Linked DNA regions of Sus scrofa: region 1 is linked to region 2. The links are chromatin contacts, called in public Hi-C maps. All regions are on one chromosome and are shown on one strand. The core of a region is the stretch at or near the end of the contact, and the rest is flanking DNA. Distances in the headings are between cores, read along the strand shown. Region 1 holds the start of ABCG4 (ATP-binding cassette sub-family G member 4). Region 2 holds the start of HYOU1 (hypoxia up-regulated protein 1).

Region 1 (4,417 bases), core at 1,446-3,945, 87 kb before region 2:
GGACATGAGAGGGCTAAGGAAATAATAGCTCTCTTCTCATTTTGCCCAGAGCCAGTTTTGGGGCCAAGAGGCTGCTTAGGGATAGGAGGCTGAGCGGGGAGCCCAGATGCCTCTGTTTCTATTGGCTTAGGCCCTGTGACCTTTTTGGCCACTTATGGGACCAGGAGTAGGGACTGCAGAGACAGTTCAGGCTCAGCCCTGCTCTGAAGCACCCTAAACATCTCTTAAACCTCAGAGAACAATGTCCCAGCTCCACCCCTGACCCACACCCAGGCTCTGGGAAAAAACCCAGCTTCTATATTCCCAGCTCAACCTGCTTAGGGCAGGCGCTTGTGGTGGGGTTGGCAAAAAATGTAAGGGATGCGGGCGATGGGCAGGGTTCAAAGGAACTCAGAGCCCCAGCCAGACCTTACCCACCCGTTCTGAGGTGAGAAATGTGGAGGAGATGGGGAATGCTGTACCAGGGAAATTATGAGAGAGAAAAGAATCACGGAGAGCTGGAAAACCTGGCTTCTGGTCCCAGCACTGCCACTTACTAGATGTGTGACATTTGTCAAGTTGCTCAACTTTTCTGGACCTCAGTTTCCTTATTAGTAACAGAGGGATGTCATCTACCCTGCTAAACCTTCACCCTCCCTGCCTTGGAGTTCTTTGGCAAGAATGAAGTAAGACAGGCATGAGAACATCTTTGAAAATCAGCAGCGCTCTACAGGTACAAGGATTTTTGCTCACCGCTGGGGACAACCCCCACAACACAGCCCCCACATTCCATGCCAGCCCTCAAAGACAGGAGTCTACCCTGGAAGGAAGAAGGAAAACTCCTCAAGGACCAGAGGTGATAGTGTCAACTTAGAAGAGGAAAGTTTCAATAACCCATTGAATCTAGTGTCCCATAGTGCTTACAGGTGTAGGGGCGGTGCAGACCGTGGCACCTCAGCTGTGCCCACAGTGAGTGAGGGGTCATTTTAGTGGGCCCCATCCTGCAGAATTTGCAGAACGGGGACACCCAGGCCTCCGGCTCCCAAAGGGGCAGCTCCTGGGGGCCCAATGCTCTCCACCAGGCTGCTCCCTTACCCCGTTTGCGCCAGCAGGGCCCCTCCCTCACGGAATAGGAGAGCTCCACGAACTCAATGTCCACGGCTGAGCGCTTGGGTAGGTGGGAGAAGCGCTGGGCTTCGGTGATGTGGTTCTCCACCTTCTTGAGGTGCGTGGTCAGCATTGGGGGCTCCGCCCCATCCTCCAGCGCCACGGCCATGGCCACAGCCCCAGGTCCTAGTCCACAGCCCACAGCCTCCAGCGCCTTCTCCGCCATCACGCCGCCGCCGCCGCCGCCGCCGGCCTGCAGAAAGAGGGCCTGCTCAGTTTCGGGCAGACCTCGATCCCTGGCTCAAAGCGCCCTTGCTTTCTAATGCTGCCCTCGCCCCCAGTCCCCGCCTCCTCGGGGTAGATCGGCTACTGGGAGCATCCTACAGCCCACCGCCGGAGCACCTGCCCTCCGCCGACCACTACTCCCGCGCAGCAACGTTCAGTCCACACCTCTCCTCGGTCCCGGGCAGCCCCAGCCCCAGCCTGGCCCCAGCCCGGTCCCTCAAAGCCCTCGCCCGCTCCCTCCTCCCCACCGAGGCTCTAATCTCCTTACCCCGCAGGCCAGCAGCCCCTGGGGACTAGATGGGGGAGGGGAAAAAAGAAGGGGTGGCCGACGGAGGTTGCCTGCTGGGAGGTCAGGGTAGCAGGGTGAGCGCAGGGTGGACCAGGCAAAGGCGGTGGAAGAGCAGGCTCTGAGCCTCCCGCTGCGTCCCCCTCCCCATCCCTAGGAGATACGCCCCGGCCGGCCCCTCCCGCCGGCGCCCCTGGGTCCGCGGGACCTGGGCTCTCCCCAAAGATCGGCGCACCACCCGGACTCAAAACCCCCACTGCCAATTAAGCCCCTCAAGGCGGGCTCACTTCCTCTCACCTCCCGCGTGCCTGGTCACCTTGACGCGCTCCCGGGCCGATTTGGAGCCGGGATGCTTAGCGCGGCCACGGGCCAAGGATGGAGACTTTGGGCCCTCCTTACCTGCCTCAGGCTGCGGCACCGGCGTCCCGGCTCCCGGTCCCGGCGGCCGGGCCGGGGCGGGGCCGGGGCGGGGCAGGCGACAGGGGAGGGCCCGGGCCTCAAGTCGGAGGAGAGATGACTAGGTTGGGAAGGGGTGATTGCGGTGCGCCCCTACTCCGCTCGGCCGCGCACACCCGGTTCCCTGAGCCCCTCAGCGCTGTGTCCTCCCGAACCAGCCGGGCGACTGCGCTCTGCTCCGCTGCTGCTCCCGGGTCCCGCTGTTCTTAAAGGGCCCGCGCCGCCCCTCAGTCCGCTGGGAGCGAGGATGGCGAAGGGGAGAGCCGAGCCAGCGACGCAGGGTGCCGGAGCTGGTGCAATTGTGGACCCAGGACTGGGGACTGGTGGCGAAGGGCAGACTTGGGGGCAGTGAGGAAAGGAGAACTGAAGTCACTCAGAGGGGACGGCTTCCTGGATTATAGACTATACAATGGTGATGGGGGAGGGGGTACAGATTCCATCACTCTCAAGGGATTGCGAAGCTGTCAGACTGTCTGCACTGCCCCCCCCCCCCATCGATTTCCCTCAGTTCTGGCCCTTGAGCTCAGGCACACACACCTCCGCCCTCGAATCCCCAAACTAGATAAAACGGCTTTGAAAGCAAGTCTTGGAACCTCCTCCATACTACCACCCCCACAGCCCACAACCGCACCCCGCCCCCAGCCCTCCCCCCAAGCCATTCCCTCTCTCAGGGAGAGACTAGTTTAAAAGGGACGGAAGGTGGCCGTTTTGGCGGAGCATGCAGGCAGCTAGCTCCAAGGTTAAACTGGTACCCAGAGTTGAGCCTGCTCTGATGGTGGAAATCTTTATTCTCCCGGGCAAATTCGGGCCCTTAAGACAGGCAATGCCTGATGCTGGAGGCACCTGTGTGCCAAGGCCTACACACAGGGCTCCCAGAACACTGACATGCGTGCCTTCTCTCCCTCATCCCACAAGCCTTCAAATGTAGATCCCCAGAGCACTCTTGAGGCTTTCTCCTGCTCTGCTCCTTTCTCAGGCAATTCCTCTTGGCCCCTGCCTGCCCTGGCCCCAGTCTTCAAGGGGTAAGTAGGTTAGCTGACTGAGACATGTGACCTGAGCTTTTAAGTTCCCACCTGTCACACAGCAGAGACGATGGGAGGGGACGCTGCTGGTGATGCTGCCACCGCTGAGGCTTCTTCTTACTGCAGCAGATGAGAGGTTACTAGCAGTCAAACCTCTCCCCTCCTGGTTCCCCTCCCCCTGCCCCACCAGCCTCTCCGCAGCCTGGAGGCTGGCGGCCCCTGCAGGACATTTCCAGGCCCCATCCTGTGGCAGAATTTCACACTGGTTTTGTTTTGGTTTTTTTTTTTTTTTTTTTTTTTTGCTTTTTAGGGCCACACTCGCGGCATATGGAGGTTCCCAGGCTAGGTGTCAAATCAGAGCTACAGCTACTGGCTTACAGTATAGCTCATGGCAACGCCAGATCCTTAACCCACTGAGCGAGGCCAGGGATAGAACCCACAACCTCATGGTTCCTAGTGGGATTCGTTTCTGATGCGCCATGACAGGAACTCCTTTATACAGATGTTAGGTCCAATTCTCTCTACCTTCCCCCACCCTCGACCCCATGCTCCAGAGCACCAACCTCCAGTGCTCTGCTGTGGACTTCCCGCCCCAAGAGTTGCATTATCTCATTTAATGCTCACACTATCCCTATGAGGAGGGTATTTCAACATCTCTTTAGAAATAAAGAGGAGTTCGGAGTTCCCATCGTGGCTCAGTGGTTAATGAATCCAACTAGGAACCATGAGGTTGCGGGTTCAATCCCTGGCCTTGATCAGTGGGCATTGCCGCAAGCTGTGGTGTAGGTTGCAGACACGGCCCGGATCCCGCGTTGCTGTGGCTCTGGTGTAGGCCGGTGTCTACAGCTCCGATTCGACCCCTAGCCTGGGAACCTCCACATGCCGTGGGAGCAGCCCTAGATAAAGCAAAAAACAAAACAAAACAAAAACAAACAAACAAACAAAAAATAAAGTCTCTAAAAAAAAAAAAGAACTCAGCTAGTATCCATGAGGATGTGGGTTTGATCCCTGGCCTCCCTTAGTGGGTTAAGGATCCAGCATTGCCGTAAGCTGTGGTGTAGGTTACAGATTCGGCTCGGATCCCACATTGCTGTGGCTGTGGCATAGGCTGGCAGCTGCAGCTCCGATCTGACCCCTAGCCTGGGAACTTCTATGTGCTGCAGGTGCAGGCCTAAAAAGAAAAAAAGAAATAAAGAAACTGAGGCATAGGTAGGCTAAGTAATGTACCCCAGAGGACATGCTCAGTTGGGAGAAGAACAGGGCTTGAACCCTAAAGTCCTGG
Region 2 (4,083 bases), core at 1,172-3,671:
GGGAACTCCTGTTTTTTGGTTTTTTTTTTTTTTATCTTTTTGCCATTTCTTGGGCCGCTCCTGCGGCATATGGAGGTTCTCAGGCTAGGGGTCTAATCGGAGCTGTAGCCACCAGCCTACACCAGAGCCACAACAACGCAGGATCTCAGCCGTGTCTGTGACCTACAGCACAGCTGATAGCAACGCCGGACCCTTAACCCACTGAGCAAGGCCAGGGATCGAACCCAAAACCTTATGGTTCCTAGTCGGATTCGTTAACCACTGCGCCAGGATGGAAACTCCAAAATGGCAGCTTCTCTGTCCACTATTATGGCTAAACAACTCCCATGCTATGGAATGTTCTGTAGCACTAAAAAATTAGGTGAGTCTTCATGCACTGACAAGGGAAAACAATCATTTACTGTTACAAAAAAAGCAAATTGTAAACAATCCAATTGTATAACATTTTAATCATCTAAAAAAGACAAGAGCTACATGTTTCAAGAGAGGAATATACAAATACACCAAATACAGAGGAAAAGGCCTGGAATGTTAATACACCACTGTTACCTGCTAACAGCAGATACTTCCAGAGAAGAGAGTGATGTAGCAAATGGTATCAAAGGGATTTTGCTTTATCTAGAATATTGGAACTTCTATCAAGATTATATTGATAATCTTGGCCTCGCTGGCCTTGCTCAGTGGGTTAAGGATCCAGTGTTGCCATGAGCTGCAGTGTAGGTCACAGATGCAGCTTGGATCAGGCATAGCTGTGGCTTTGGCTGGCAACTGTGGCTCTGATTCAACCCCTAGCATGGGAATTTCCATGTGTCGCAGGTGCGCCCCCCCAAAAAAAGTTAAACTTTTAAGTGAATTTCTCTTTATTTCTACCAATTTCTCTTCTACCTGAGGACTAAACTATTCTTTTTTTTTTTTCTTTTTTTTCTTTTTTAAGGCTGTTCCCTCAGCATACGGAGGATCCCAGGCTAGGGGTCTATTCAGAGCTACAGCTGCCGGCCAACGCCACAGCCACATCAACTCCAGATCCAGGCCTCATCTGCCACCCACACCACAGCTCACGGCAACACCAGATCCTTAACCCACTGAGCAAGGCCAGGGATCGAACCCACAACCTCATGGTTCCTAGTCAGATTTACTTCCACTGGTCCACTATGGGAACTCCCCTGAACTATTCTTAAAGGGAAGAAAAATAGACCTCTCCCTGGTACTGAAAGATTTATCTTCTAAGCGTAGAATCCTCTGGAGTTTCCTTGCAGAGCAGTGTTAAGGATCCAACATTGTTACTGTAGCAGCTCAGGTTAGTGCTGGGGCTTGAGTTCAATCCCTGGCCAGGGAACTTCACACGCTGCCAGAGTGGCCAAATAAGAAGAAGAAGAGACACAGAAATTTAATTCTCTCTCCCTAATCAACAAGAAAAATGTAGGGAAAGGAACAGATAAGGGTTTCTTAACCTAACCCTAGCTGTCACTGCCAGGGCCTTCATGAGAACCTTTTATGAAAGGAGGCCAGACATCAATTTTGTGAGAGGAGAGAAGCAAACGATATTCACATTAAAGAAAAGTATGCTCATCTCAATAAAACTGGGAAAAGAAAATAAAGTGCGCTCTTCAAGGACCAAATACATTTCTATGGGTCGGTAAAGGACAGAGAGGAGTGAGGAGCGTTGATAATTGCCGAGGTGCTTTGATTCGAAGGAGAAAAAAAGGGATGTGCACAAGTTTAATTGAAGAAAAACAGGAGGTGGTGTATCTGTGCTTAACCAATTACAAGTAAAATTATTTTGTGTATAGCGTTTTGCAGTTTGGAATATTCTTTCTCATACAAATTAGAAAAGAGTTTAGGCCAAATTCGGCCACTAAGACAAGCATTATCTCCGACCCATCAGCGAGCATCTGTTTTGGTGGTTTTACTTTCCTCAAAAAAACGAAAAGAAAATCAACTATGATGGAAAAATAAAAACCACATTTTAAAAAAATAAACGAAGGGAGGTCGGGGTGGTCTACGCCCGAAGCGCAGCGGTTCTCTGATTTCCAGCCAAAGCCTAGGGCAGTTCAATACCGACCAGCTAGAGAGCGCCTCTTCCGCTTGGCTGCGGAGGGGATGCGGGTCACTCCCGCTCCTCCGCCGGGGTTCCCAGGTAACCGACCGGAAGAGAGGGCCAAGTGCGGGCCCATCTTTGCGCCCACTTGCTCCAGGTACCGGTTACCCGCGACCCGGGCAGTCAGACGTCCAGCGAGGCAGCCGGAAAGGTCCCGCGATCGCACCAGGACCGACGCTGAGCCGTATGACGTGGGCCAATCGGAAGCCGGCGTCGGCGGTTTTCTTCCAACTGGTTGACTGGCCCCTTCGCTGCCTCCCCGGCAGGGGCTGGAGACGGAGGAGGGGGCGGGCCTAGGACGTGGCCCAATGGGAGCGCGCGCCGGGGCGGCAGGGGGAAGGACAGGGCGTGCTGCGCAGGGCCGGGCGGCGGAGGCTCCAATGAGCGCACGCCGCGTCCCGGGCCGGCTGGTGCGCGAGACGCCGCCGAGAGGTGGGTGGCTAATGTAACAGTTTGCAAACCGAGGGGAGTTGTGAAGGGCGCGGGCTTGAGGGGTGCTCTGCCAGCCTCGTGGGTCCGTCCGCCAGTGCGTCTGTCCCAGAGCTGGGGCCATAGGAGCGGAGGCAGAAGGTAGAGGGGGTGGGGATGGCGATGGGGACCGACCACCCCTTCTAGGGGAGGTAACGTGCTAGCTCCGGGGGCGGGTCGGTAGCGGGAGTGAGGGCCGCGCGGACGCCGGTGAGCTTGGCCCCGCAGCTCGGTCCTCGGGCCGCCCACACACCTTAGGGGTGGGCTAGGGACGGTTTCCGGGAGTGAGAGCCACCGCCTTCGGCAGGTGAACTCGGGGGACTCGGTACCCGTCCGTCCCGGACTCTTACCGTTCCAGACTCAGCGTCTGTGTAGGCAGCTGGGCCCGGGATGGGATGAAGAAGGGGGACAGGCCGGACAACCCGAAGGGATGCTGATGAGACAGGCCCTTCTTCCATCTCCTCCTCCCCCAACGTCACCATCTCTCAGTTCCTGTCCAGGCCCGACCTGGCTTTCCCCGCCAGCGGAGGGCCCCCAGGTGTGGGAAGGTAGTTGAGCCCTGGGCCGGGATCTCTGGCCGCCCCCCAGGTGTCTGACATCAGGGACAGTGCTAGAATGCGCTGGTTGCCGTGGGCGGAAGGCCCTGGTTTTCTTCCTCCTGCTCTGTTACCTTCCCTGTTTAGGGATGTAGTGGCTTTAGCTCAGGACTCATGTCATTTCACCTGGGCCTTTGTGTGGGTACTTCTGAGGACGATGAGAGTGCTTGTTTCTCACTAGGAAGGAGGGGAAGGGATGTAGACTGCCCTGCCCTGGGTGAGGATGGAGGAGGTAGGAATTTTAAAGCTTCTCTGTTCTGGATGAGGTTCTGCCTCCTTACTCAGGGCATCCAGTTAGTTACAGGTGTTGTTTTTCTCCTCCCCCAGGGACGCAATGGCAGCCATGGTCAGGAGGCAGAGGCCGAGGAGGCTAGCCTGTTGGGCCTTGATGGCTGTGCTCTTGGCAGACCTGCTGGCGCTGAGTGGTGTGTACCCCAACAGAGGCATCCAAAGAGACATAAATGAGTGAAGGATGAGTGATGTGTGGTGGGAAGCCTCTGCAGTCTTGAGCTGCTGGACCCACACCTTTGTCTTTCTCTGTCCTACCTTCTCCATGGAAGGTGCTTTAATGAGCAGGCCCTCAGGAAGATGGGGAAAGGGGGCTAATTGACAAATCTGTTTCCCCTTCAGACACACTGGCAGTGATGTCCGTGGACCTGGGCAGCGAGTCCATGAAGGTGGCCATTGTCAAACCTGGAGTGCCTATGGAGATTGTCTTGAACAAGTGAGGGCAGCCCCAGTGTTGGGTGGGGAAAGAGGGAGTCTGGACCCCAAGCTGCCATGTATTCTTTCTGGTGCCCTCAACAGGCCTTGGTGTCTGCATGATTGATTGTATGTGGGGTATGGAGGCTCTTGAGAACACACCTTGCCGTTGGGCATCTGATCTCAGTGTCTCTTTTCCTCAGGGAATCCCGGAGGAAA

What was found. Hi-C and Micro-C count contacts between places; a contact is called where the count stands out from the background.
Region 1: a Hi-C map of fetal liver shows a contact between it and region 2, with 1.7 times the contacts expected there. The contact joins the promoter of ABCG4 here to the promoter of HYOU1 in region 2. A contact is called at or near these places in 1 of 5 promoter capture datasets (fetal liver), 3 of 47 Hi-C or Micro-C datasets (epiblast stem cells, fetal liver and skeletal muscle) and 1 of 2 datasets of contacts at active chromatin or transcription factors (alveolar macrophages).

Annotation. Positions count from the first base shown.
Region 1 is chr9:46,362,824-46,367,240 of Sscrofa11.1, reverse strand. ABCG4 (ATP-binding cassette sub-family G member 4) reads right to left here and starts at 2,695. Exons shown (of 15, transcript XM_013979467.2): 1 at 2,057-2,695; 2 at 1,075-1,339. The coding sequence starts at 1,312.
Region 2 is chr9:46,275,394-46,279,476 of Sscrofa11.1, reverse strand. It overlaps HYOU1 (hypoxia up-regulated protein 1), which reads left to right and starts at 2,421. Exons shown (of 25, transcript XM_021062954.1): 1 at 2,421-2,530; 2 at 3,490-3,587; 3 at 3,793-3,886; 4 at 4,068-4,083. The coding sequence starts at 3,497.